2 separate regions of the Sus scrofa genome follow, and region 1 is linked to region 2. A link is a contact called in public Hi-C data. All regions are on one chromosome and are shown on one strand. The core of a region is the stretch at or near the end of the contact, and the rest is flanking DNA. Distances in the headings are between cores, read along the strand shown.

Region 1 (6,197 bases), core at 2,968-5,467, 150 kb before region 2:
AATCTGGGGCAAAAAATTAAAATGCTTTTCCACAAAGGAAACTATTATCTCACCCCAAATGATCTTCGATGAGCTTCCTAAGAACATCTGAGTGACCCCTGCCCTTGCACATCAAGTTGTGTGAGGACTTGTGACGCTGCTGGGACAGGAGGTCTATGCTGCCGAGACAGGATAATTTTTCATAGGACCTTGACTGACAGGCTGAGCACCCTTGCACAGTCACAATATCCTGGACTCCAAACTCTCAAGGAGAGGCTGAGTTGACTGAGGCCACACCCAGATGTCTGTTTTATCTGCATCCTCTCTGAGATTCTTCCAAAGCTGGACTAGATTGTGCATTTCAATATATTTTTTTTTCTTTTTTGGCCGCCCTGAAGCATACATAGTTCCAGGGCCAGGGATCAGATTACATTTGAGCCACAGCTGCAACCTAAGCTGAAGCTGGGGTACTGCTGGAGCCCTAACCTGGTGGGCTGGGCCGGGGATGGAACCTGCCTCCCAGCACTCCCAAGAGGCTGCCAATCCTGCTGTGCCACAGCGGGAACTCCCTGGATTGTGCATTTCTTTGGTCTTTTATTTCTATGTTTTCCTGTATTAGCTCTAAAGTCCAATGGGTTTGCTGGGATTTTTGCATTACGATTGCATCCTGGTGAGGTTCTACCTTTCTTTTTTCCATTTATTTATTTATTTTTAATTTATTTATTTTTTGGTCTTTTGCCTTTATAGGGCCGCACCTGTGGCATATGGAGATTTCCCAGGCAAGGGGTCGAATCGGAGCTGCAGCTGCCAGCCTACACCACAGCCATAGCCACGCCAGATCCAAGCTGCGTCTGCAACCTACACCACAGCTCGAGGCAATGCCGGATCCTTAACCCACTGAGCGAGGCGAGGGATCGAACCCACAACCTCATGGTTCCCAGTTGAATTCGTTTCAGCTGCACCACGACGGAAACTCCTTTTATTTTTTTACAGCATAAATTTATTAATCCTTCACAGATCTTTTTTTTTTAATGATTTTTCTTGTTTCCATTATAGCTGGTTTACAGTGTTCTGTCAATTTTCTACTGTACAGCAAGGTGACCCAGTCACACATACATATATACATTCTGTTCTCACACTATCCTCTGTCATGCTCCATCATAAGTGACTGATATAGTTCCCTGTGCTGTACAGCAGGATCTCATTGCTTATGGTTCTACCTTTCAAATATATCTCAGTGACCGATCACTGGATTCTGGGTCTCTCAGCCTTCTCTAAGTCACAATCGGTATCTAAGAAGGCCGTTGCTGTGATATACGCCCCCCTCCGGCTGGTGTTTTGGAAACATACCTTCAATCTTGGTCTTGAAGTGAGGGTACTTGTTGAGAACCTCCACCTGCTTCCTCCAGTCGAATGTGTTCCGCCAGTAGGAGATGATTTTCTTCAGATAGTTGGAGTTGAACCCGTAGTGGAAGCGGCTGTCCTCCAAAGGCGGGGTTAAGCGAAACTTCTCGATCCTCTGGTGTAAGTCCTGGAGCAAAATGGGGGGACCCCGAGGAGAAGGATGGGGGCAGAGCACAGAGAAAGTTTGTTTCCAGAAGACAGAACAAACCCTGCCACCACGAGAGCCTGTGCTACCTTAGAGGTGAAGCCACGGGGCATCGCACAGGGGGCGGGGTCCCTGGTTGGCAGACCTGCACTCTGGCTTCTCAGGTTGATACCAGAAGAAACGTCCCCGTTTCCCTCAAGAGTGGCTATTCCCAAAATATCTGCTCTTCCCTCTCCACTTCAGGTTCATGTCTCATTTTTCAGCTTTTAAATGATGAGCAATGCATGTTGAATTTACCAAGGCTTTATACGGCAAGCATTGGTAAACTTTTTTAAAAAATGCTTTTTTAGGGCCAAACCTGTGGCATATGGAAGTTCCCAGGCTAAGGGTCGTATCAGAGCTGCAGCCACCAGCCTACGCCACAGCCACGCCAGATCCTTAACCCAGTGAGCGAGGCCAGGGATTGAACCTGCAGCCTCCTGGATACAGGCTGGGTTCACCATCTGCTGAGCCACAGTGGGAACTCCTCTTAGGCTTTTGGAGCTGTGGCTACTCCACTCCATCCAGGTAGGCAGTACATGGATCAATGGCATGGCTGTGTTCCAACAAAATTTTATTTATGGACACTGAAATTTGAATGCCATGTCATTCTCACATGTTACCAAGTTTTCTTTTGATTTTCCCCAACCATTTAATGACGTAAAAACTATTCTAAGCAGGGGAGCTGGACAAAAACAGGTGGCAGGGTGGATTTGCCACCTCTGATATACAGCCCTGAATGATAACAGGATAACTCAGTTGGGATGACAATTACAGACCAGGAGAGAAGGTGCAAGTCTTACAGGCAGATGATGCCCATCAGGCTGAAAGACCAGCCCCAGCTGGGGAAGTTTAAGTCCATCCTCAGAGGCTGTCAAGTGTAAACTTCCCAGAGTGTCCCCCAAAACACTGCAGTCATCTCCACACAGGTTTTAGGAATGTCAGATGCTGAGTCCAGAAAGCCACTGATGGAGATGTCCTCGGGGCTCAGCCTCTGTCCTTAATCGTGACAGCTTATCACGTCCTACTGAGCGGGCCCCGTCTGGTTTCTCTCGGGGACAACCCAGTCTCTGCTCCTTAATCCCTTCCTCAAGAGCTCTTGTGGCTTTTTTCTCTTTTTTGGCCACACCCATGGCATATGGACGTTCCCAGGCCAGGGACTGAATCTGAGCCACAGCTGTGACCTATACCAAAGTCACGGTGATGCAGGATCTTTAACCCACTGTGCCAGACCGGGGGTTGAACCCTCACTGCCTCAAGAGGCAATGCCAGATCCTTAACCTGCTGCCCCACAGCGGGAACTCCTTTTGTGCCTTTTTATCAGCCCTTCTTACGGCATTTACCTCTATTCATCGTTACCTTTCCTCTGTCTACATTCTTCTTCTCAACTCCTGGACTAGGTTCTCTTTGAGACAAGGATCTCTCTCCTTCTAAGCACCCAGCACCGGGCCTGCACACAGTAGGTGCTCCGATACCCACAGAATGAAAGAAAGTTTGGGAAGGGAAGGCCCAGATCCCACTCACCTTCCTGGCTCTGCTCTTAGATCCATCCCCCACCCCTGCCGGCCACAGCCGTCCCTCCTGATTCCAGCCCTGAGCCGGGGACGGGGCACAGGCTTTGGCGTTAGAGCTGAGTCCAAGTCCTCCTGCGGATCGACTCGGTTCACCTTGGGTCAACTGCTTTGCCTCTCTGAGCTTCCACTTCCGTATGATGGCCAGGGCTGCGTGTGACCACAAGAGGGCGACACACAGCAGGTGCCTGGTCAAGGCTGGCCCTGAGACAGAGTTCCCTGTGCTGCAGCATTTTGTCAACATGGCCTGGCCTCTCACTCAGGGTCCCCGCCCAGGCCCCGAGGAGACCGTCTCCTCCTCCTCCAAGCTCAGGCTCAAGGTTTCAGGTGGGGCACAGAGACACAGCTGCTTTCTGGAGTTTCCGTTGTGGCTCAGCAGTTAAGGAACCTGACTAGTATCCATGAGGATGTGGGTTTTGATCCCTGGCCTTGCTTAGGGATCCAGCATCACTGTGAGCTGTGGTGTAGATCGCAGATGTGGCTCGGATCCCGTGTTGCTATGAGTTGTGGTATAGGCTGCCAGCTGTGGCTCCGATTCGACCCTTCGCCTGGGAAACTCCATATGCTACAGGTGCAGCCCGTAAAAAAAAAAAACTACAGCTGCTTTCTGTGACCCTTGACACGTGTAACTGGGCCCAGCTGGCACCCCCTCTCCTGCCCAGGGCTGCTGGGCCTTCAGCAGGGGAGGCGGAGACAGAGGAGGGAGAGCAGGAGGGATGGGGAAGGCAGAGCAGAAAACACCCCCGAGAGAGGCCACTTTCCCCGCCGCTCCAGGTCCCAGCCCCAGCTTGAGGCCCGACCTGCCCCGCCACCCTGACTCAGAGAAACCCCGGGCAGGGGCTCCCCACTCTCCCCTCCGCTCCGAGGCCTGGAAAGAGGTGCCTTACGTTGATCTCCTCGTCTGACGTCTCCACCTTGAATGGCCGGATGCTCTCGTCCTCCGCAGCCGCGGGCCTTGATCCGGGCCCCCACCAGCCATCTCCAAGGAGCAAGGTCTCCTCCTTGTCCTTGGAGACGAACCAGTAGATGACAAAGCCCAGCACAGAGGCGAGGAGTATTTCCAGCCACATGACTCCTGCCAGGGGGACAGAATCCATCAGGAACAGCGTCCACAGACAGCCCTCGACCCCTGACCACCTGCCGCCCAGCCCTCACTTTGATGTACTTTTGACTGAAATAAAGAAGAGAAGCAAAATGTGGGGGAAAAAATTGGAAAACAACAGAAAGAGGCAAAAATCACCCATAAGCCTACTTGATCTAAGCGATTCATTCATCGCATCTGGAAGCTATGAAGCTGGGTTGGCGTCTGCACAGCCCTGGGTGGTGGGGCTGCCCATTGGAGGCCTCACGGTTCTGAGGGGCCTTTTGCTCCCGATGCTTCTGAGAAGCTTCTCTCCCCCCTCGAGACGCCCTCCCCCACGGGAGGGGCAGGGCCCGCTCTGAGGGTCGCGCTCAGGAGCAGAGGGAGCCCGGTCCTCAGCCTGTGCCTAAGGGACCAGGGGGTAGGGGGAGGCCTCAGGAGCTGGGAGGTTAGGTTCATTCAGGGTCGGGGGATGCTCAGGAGCCCAAACATGGCCACACATCTCAGCTGGTTGTCAACAGCTTCACAGAGATTGAATTTCTATACTATATAACTCATCCATTTAAGGTCTAGAACCTGGTGATTTCAGGACCTTTACAGAGACAGGCAACCCTAACCACAATTTTAGAACATTTTCATCACCACACGTAGGACCCTTCAGCTATCATCCCCGCTTGTCCCCCGCATCACTCCAGGCCCTAAGCCACCAGGAATCGAGCTTCTGTCTCTATATAGACCTGCCTATGACACTTCACATAAACTCAGCTGCTTTAATCCCCATTTGTCGGACTCCCCTGCTTTTTTCGCAGAAGGGGAAGAAAGAAGACCTTAGTCTCTGCAAATCAACACCAGGAGACCCTGGCATTAACCCAGCTCATCTTGCTTATTTCCGGGCAAGTCACTCCCTGAAGGTTCATATCCAGAGAAACATGCGTGTGTGTGGAGTTCCTGGGGTGGCTCCGTGGTAACGAACTGACTAGTATCCATGAGGATGCAGGTTCAATCCCTGGCCCTGCTCAGAGGGTTAAAGATCCGGTGTTGCCATGAGCTTCAGTGTAGGTCGCAGATGAGGCTCAGATCTGGCATTGTGGTGGCTGCGGTGTAGGCCGGCAGCTGCAGCTCCAGTTTGACCCCTTTCCTGGGAACTTCCATATGCTGCAGGTGTGGCCCTAAAAAGCAAAACAAACAAAAAAACGAAACAGAGAAACATGTGTGAATATGGGCACCGTCCTAGGGCCAGAGTCAGCAGAAGGTCTGCTGATTTTGTGTGTGTGTGTGCGTGCACGCGCGCTTTTTAGGGCAGCACCTGGGCCCTATGGAAGTTTCCAGGCTAGGAGTCAAATTGGAGTTGCACCTGCTGGCCTATGCCATAGCCACAGCAATACAGAATCTGAGCCAAGTCTGCAACCTACACCACAGCTCATGGCCACGCCAGATCCTTAACCCACTGGGGGAGGCCAGGGATCGAACCCATGTCCTCATGGATACTGGTTGGATTTGTAACCTGCTAAGCCACCATGGGAACTCCAGAAGGTCCGCTGATGCAGCTTAGTCAGAACCCAACCAGAGGAGAAAGCATGGAATTCAGAGCCACTTCCCAAGCCTACCCCGACTCCCCCCTGGAAACCTGGGGCAGGAGGACGGCGCTGCTAGGAAACCTACCCTAGTGGGCCCCCTATCCTCTGCCTGCTGGGGGCTGGCCCAGGCCCTGGGGTTTGCTCCTGCCAAGAAAAGAAAACATGCCCAGGCTTTTCCCTCTTCCCACAGAGAGACGCTCTGTCCTTGCCAGGAAATTCTACCCTTTGAGAAGATGGAGAGGAGCCAGCTGCTAGCCTCTGTGGTATCTGATGGCAGGGCTAGGCTTACGGATGGTGGGGCACGGGGAGCATGTGGGGAAAGGCAGAAAGCAGAGAGCAGAGCTGCCCCCAGTTCAGCTGGCGGGCAGGTCACACCACAACAGAGCTCCTGGAGCTGGAAG
Region 2 (6,450 bases), core at 9-2,508:
CAGGTCCTCCATTTTAGATTAGATCCTTCAGTCAGGGGAACTCAGCTGAAACGGATCTTTTCCACACTGGTTATCTTAAAAAAATACACACCCCTTCTCAGGACTACAAGAGGCCTACAATTTGTCCAGTTTAAATTTTCATCTGATTTTTGGATTTGCTTTTGTATAGCTACAAACTCCCCAAACTATAAATTCTGGCTTTCTGGATGACAACCCCCAGCCTCGCCATTGACTTTGAGTTTGCTTCGCCAGCATTTTACGTTTACCTTTTAAAGGAGGTGATTTCAAGACCAAACGAATGATGGGAAATTTAAAACTATCGTTAGTTCACAACCCTCCCCGCCCCCACTCCCGGGCCGGAATTCCCTCTTTGCTAATGACGATAGAAAGCGGTTTCACCCGCTGCGTTTCTCATCTTCACTCTTGCGGCTGTTCACGATGCCGCGCGCGTCTCCCGGCGACTGCGTTTCCCCGCGAGTTGGCTGCGTTCTTTCGGGGATGAAGTCATCCCTATACATAGTGTGTGCATATCAGCTCGTTAAATCGGCACAGCACACTGGGATTCCTCGGGAAGCAAAGGAGCGAAGCGAACAATGATGACCATATTTTCCATTTAAACGTCCCCCCTCCCCCCAACCCTGGAGGAATCGCCGGGAGCAGCGCGCGGCGGGGGCGGGCCGCAGGGCTGGTCGGGATGCCCAGCGACTGGCAGGTCCCGATCCTGAGATAGCAACAGGGCGAGCTGAGGACAAGTCCCGCGCGAGGGCACCCGGCCGCCGGCAGATCCGGAGTCCCCCGGCCCGGCCCTGTGCCCAGTCACGCATTCCGGTCGCCGCCTCCTGGTTCTCCGCGCCGGGAGGTCCCGGCGCCCCAATCTCCGCACGCCGGCGTGGGGGAGACCCGGGAGCTCCCCCAGCCTCAGGGGAGTGGGAGGCCAGCGCGGGGCGGGGGACCCACGGCCAAGGACAGCCCGGGGCGAGGAACCCCGCCGACAGCGGGTTAGGGGGTGGGCAGTCCCGATCCCAGGGGGCTGGAGGGGGCGGGGTGGCAAAGCAACAAAGAGCCTTTGCTAACCCGCCGTCGCCGAGCCCGCTCCCGCCCCTCCCCGCTCTCCGCAGTCCGGCGGGGGCCCGGGCCGGCAGGGGGTGTGGGGGCGGCGCCCGGCCCCCCGCCTCCCCCCGCCCCGCACCGCCCCCTCGCCCCCGGGGGAAGGAGGGGAGGAGGGCGGCGCCTGCGTGTTCCTCCGCCGCGCGCCCCGCCTCCTCCCGGGTTCCTCGCGGCGATCCAGACTCTCCTCCCGGGCTGCCGCAGCTGCCGGTTGCACACGGCCTCGGCGGCGGCGGGCGCGGCGGGCGCGGGCCTGTGGAGCGGCGGCCGGGCGCGCAGCCTCGGCAGGCACCCCTCCGAGGGCGGCCGAGGAAGCTCCCGGGGGAGGAGGAGGAGGAGAAGGAGGAGGTGGGGGGCTGCGGCGGCCGCGGGACCCGCTCGGCGCCTCGGCCTCTCCGCCCCCTCCCCAGCTTTTCTTTCGCCCTCTTCTCTCCCACTCCCGGCCGGCGCCGCGGCTTTGTGCGAGGAGATGGTGTAGCCCCGCGGGCGCCCGGAGGAGGAGGAGGTGGACACTTGTCTCCCGGCCCCGAGCTGCGTCTCCGCCCCTGGAGGAGAGACCCCCTTCGGCTCGGCGCCTCCCGCGACTCCCGGCTGCTGGGGAAGCCTCGGCGCGGCCGGCACCATGAGGTGAGGGGCGCGCGGGGCGGGGGCCGGCGGGCCATTGTGCCGCGGAGCCGCGACCCCGCTCTCCCGGGACCCCGCCTTCCGTCTCCCGGCCCGGCGCGTCTCCCCGGGTCTCCGCTCTCTTTCTCCCCCTCCCCCTTTGTCCCTTCTCATTTCTCTTTCTTTCTTGTAATCCTCCCCAACCGCTCTTCTTGGAGGGGGGGTCCTCGTTTCGACGTCCTCCCATTTTTCCTCAAATGCTCCTCTTTCGCCCAGGATTCCCCTTCGTAAATTTAATTTGCTCCTGGCTCTCCCCCGCCCCCCGCCGTGGCCAGCCAAACCTGGGAGATGGGGAGGGGTTCGAGAATCGAAGCGTGTATGTTGCTGGGAAACAGGTATTTTTCCGTCTAGATGTAAAAATTTCGCGCAGTTTTATTACAGAACTCTCGTGTTTAATTAAAAAAGGGAGAAAAGTTTGAAAGATCTGAAATTTCTGCGGGGAATAAAGTCCTCTGGTAGCCCTAGGTGGAGGAGCTCCGAAAGGTGAAATTTTCCGATAGTGGGGGAAGGGAACGAATTTATTAGGCTTCTCTTTGGGGGGACGCAGTAAACGGCTGGGATAAGTTGTCCGGGGTGTGTAAACGGGGGCGGGGGAGGGATTTGTTTGGAAAACGCTTTTCTCTCCTTCCTCTGTAGCAGCCTGTGTTGCATTGCAGCAGCTGCTTTTTCCTGTCCCTCTGTAATCAATAGAACAGAAGCTAGATGATTTTTTCAGCCCCAAAGAATTGAATGTACCGTCGTAAAATATTTTTTTTAACCGATACGGTGAAACATATGGTGTGATATTTTTCGTTGTTGTTTCTCCAATTGTGTAAGAGAATAAACCATGATGTGGTGTGTCATTCATTGGAGATTTTTTTCAGCCTTTCCTAAGCCCGTTTTGTGTCCATAACCACCTCTTTTTGGATTGGTGCAAGACTTCGTGAGAAATGAGTCTTGGTAGACTGAAGGCTGATCCATTCTGCGTTATCATCCTTAAGGCCTTCCTTTTAGGTTAAACAATTGGGGATAAAGTACATTACTCCATTTCTGTCTTCTGGAAGAGATAATCTTACAGTTCATTTGGATTTGAATCTCCTTTGTGTTAAAAGATTAATGGCTAACCGTTGCCAAGACCTTTATAAAGTAATACAATGAGATTTGAAAGATACAATCTACACATTCCTTCGCTTTGGCAAGAAAATGTCAAGTCATTGGAATTTTCTCATTTTAAGTAATTTCCATTTTAAACTTTTTTTTTTTTTCTGTCAAGGTTGAACACTTTACTTTCCCATTTTGTTTTTGCATATGTATTTTGTGATATAGCTGTGTTGAGTTTTCACTCCAGCTTACGGTGGATTTGAACCATGTATTTCTCTGATTCCAAGTTACAGACCTTTATTTGAAGGGTTTAAAAATTGTTTTTTAATGTTATGTTTGTAAGGGATCCCTTTTCCTTAGTGATTTCACATGCAAGTTATTTTCAAATATAATGGATCGGTTTAAAATGTAATTATGCGATATAAACCAAATATCATAATCTTTGTAAAATATGGCTTAAAAAAACTTGAGCCATGCATTTAAGCATTTTTTTAAGCATTTTTTAAAAAATCGAGTTACTGATGTCCTTGAAAACTCAGGAAATAAATGATAAAACATACATAATGTTAATAATCTCATAATACTATATGTTATTGATTTCTGCTTTAAAGATGTAAAGCTTATGGGGTCTCCCAGACCAGAATTTATCAAATTTTTCCACACTTTGGGTATGTTTTTCTCAACATTGAGAAATACGAAACAATGGAAGTAGGATATTTTAGAATAAAATCATCAGAATGTTCAGAAGTTGTGAACACAACAAAAAAGAAGTATTCAGTGCAGTTTGATCACTGTCAAGTATAGTTGTCAGTCTGTCACAGGTAAATTATGCTTTCACTTAAAAGTTCCTTTTCTAATAAAAAGTAACTTGTAATTTCTAAGCTGTTGTCCTGCTCTGTTCCTTATTCATTGCGGAAGGGGTGGAATCACACTGATGCTTTCCAGTGGCATAAATATAGAACGTGGTACACAGGTCTGAAAAGTTTGTTCAAGTAGTCTACAGTAATCCTTTGTAGGCTAATTGTGAATAATTTAAGAGGAGCAAGGAGGATCAGCTTTTCACTTTGGAAGGCATTGGATTATTTGGTAGGTGGTTTGTGCAACTCCTGTATAAACATTTCCTTAGATAACTGTAAAAGCAAGATGGTCTGTTACGGAAGTAAAAGGTACTTGTGCTGGTTGCAACAAGTTCTGGGATATTTTGGTGCTTCAGAAAGGGCTCTTCAGGTTATGTTCATATTTAACTTAGTCTCAAGGATGCTTTCAAGTACTTTAGGATGTAAAGGCTATGTTATCGTAGCCCTTCAGTTATATTAAGGAGTAGTTCTGATGTTTTACAGGCCAGCCAGAAATAGGAGTGCATGACTAGGAATTTCCACTTAAGTTGGTCAGAGTTTTGAAGAGAGGATATGATAAATCTGTTTCTGTTTAGGCGGTAGTGATAAGATCTCTCAGATGACTTTAGTTTCAGGAATAGCTCTGTGATATAATGTAATTCCTATACAAAAGGGGACTGGACTCATACCTTACTTTCCTGAAACAATCTGAAAGGTATTCTGTACTTGTCAAAAGCTGTATGTAGAATTACTTGTTAATACTTTGCTTACAGATGAGAATGAAAAAAAAAATGAGAAAGTGCATTTCTTATGCAAGACAGTGAAAGGGTGGAGACCCCCCCAAAACTGGTACAATTTTGTTAGTGTATAGCATCCCTCATTTTGGTGCTATTCTTATTTTTCATTTATGTAATGTTTCAAAAGTATAAGATGATTTGTGATAGAGGTAGTGTAATATATGTAGTATTATATGCCTCAAATGATTACATTTTCATTTAGTCAGGAACTCACAATTTTTCTTTTCTTTTTCTTTTTTTAGTAGAGGACCTTGTCTGATAGAAAATCGTTGCCTTTAGCGTAGTGGCTAAGAAGAGCTCAGAAGATTTTGGGTTGATACTCTTGGGTCTGTTATTAAGTAGTCCAGGCTTCCACTCACTGTTCTGTGACTTTCTCATGGAAAAAGCTGTAGTAGAGTTGTGAGGATTCCTCCAAGCCGCTTATTAGCTGGATGACCTTGAGCTGACCACATTATTTCACTGATCTATATTTTAAAGTATGTAAAAATAGGGATAATTTTTTACTAGGTTTAAAGAGCAAATGATAATAGAGTGTGCTTTGTGTACTCATAAGCATTATACAGTTCGATTACTCCTCTTCCCTTAGGGCTTAGTTCTGCTTTAGACTAGTTATGTGAAACTTTCAGGTAGTTTGCTTCACCTTTCTGGGCCTCCCCTAGTTTCAGGATGGCAAACAGGTTCTGTTTTGTTTATCTACACCGGATTGGTAGTGGTTGCCATGTTGATAAGAACACATAACGACTTTCTGGGTTTGGTGAGACAGTGCTAAGATTAGTAATATTTGATTGGGACGTGGGTCCCAGAGAATGCCTCTTATTTAACCATCTGTGATCTAAACTGATCTTTAGATTTCCTTTCTTTCTTTTTTTGTCTTTTCTAGGGCTGCACCCATGGCACATGGAGGTTCCCAGGCTAGGGGTCGAATCAGAGGTGTAGCCAACAGCCTATGCCACAGCCATAGCCACGCAGGATCCGAGCCACGTCTGTGACCTATACCACAGCTCATGGCAATGTCAGATCCTTAACCCACTGAGCAAGGCCAGGGATCGAACCCGCAATCTCGTGGTTCCTAGTTGGATTTGTTAACCACTGAGCCACGATGGGAACTCCTACATTTCCTTCCTATGTGTACGTTTAGAGTCTTCAAAATAGTTCTTTTTTGTTACCTTCATTTGTAATAATAATAAATTTAATATGCATATTAGAGTGTGGCACAGTCAGGGCTCAAAAGACTCAGACTTTGTATGCTGACTTGTTACTGGAGTAAATTGATAAAAATAGAGACAATTCTATTATTTCACAAGATTGTTGTGCCAAATGTCAAGTGAGATACCCATGAAAGGATACAGATAAAAGTCTTGCTTTTCTCATGGATCTTCCTTTATAGCTTGTAGCTCTGGATGTCTGACTTTCTCACAAAGGTTTATTTTAGGGGCAAGGAGCCAGATTTTGCATTTTTTTGGAATGTCAGTACATTGTATTTAGGCATTGTTTTGCCTTGTAGGCATTCAGTAACTACATCTTGAATAGAATGTGGATTCATGGAGAAAATCGACTGGTTTTCTCAGTATTCGAGCTTTTAAATACCTTGTTAGCCCAGTTGGAATAAGCAGAATAACTGGCAGCCCTTTTGGCAGGTGTAGAAGAAATTAACATTCTGGACGGAGTTGTGGTTCCTTATCCTACACACAGCTTAAACCTGGGGGGTTGTATAACTTGTAAAACACCTAATCTTTATCATACGTTTAGGAAGGATTTGGAAAAAAATGTGATTTCAATTTTTACACGGTTATTGGGGAGGAAGAGGATACTTAAACTCTTCCTGGGCCTAAAGTTCCCCTCTCCCCCTTCCTTGAAATTGATGGATGGAACTGAGTGGAAGTACAGGTTAAAAGAATCTGAGCTGAGTTTGTAACTCACTGAGTGCCAAATGAAGCCTTAGGAATATTCTGGAATAGAAATCAGGA

What was found. Hi-C and Micro-C count contacts between places; a contact is called where the count stands out from the background.
Region 1: a Hi-C map of liver shows a contact between it and region 2, with 2.2 times the contacts expected there. The contact joins the promoter of EPHX1 here to the promoter of ENAH in region 2. A contact is called at or near these places in 3 of 47 Hi-C or Micro-C datasets (embryonic fibroblasts, heart right ventricle and liver).

Annotation. Positions count from the first base shown.
Region 1 is chr10:13,755,509-13,761,705 of Sscrofa11.1, reverse strand. It overlaps EPHX1 (epoxide hydrolase 1), which reads right to left and starts at 4,217. Exons shown (of 10, transcript NM_214355.1): 1 at 4,026-4,217; 2 at 1,330-1,510. The coding sequence starts at 4,208.
Region 2 is chr10:13,604,155-13,610,604 of Sscrofa11.1, reverse strand. ENAH (protein enabled homolog) reads left to right here and starts at 1,258. Exons shown (of 13, transcript XM_021064410.1): 1 at 1,258-1,734. The coding sequence starts at 1,730.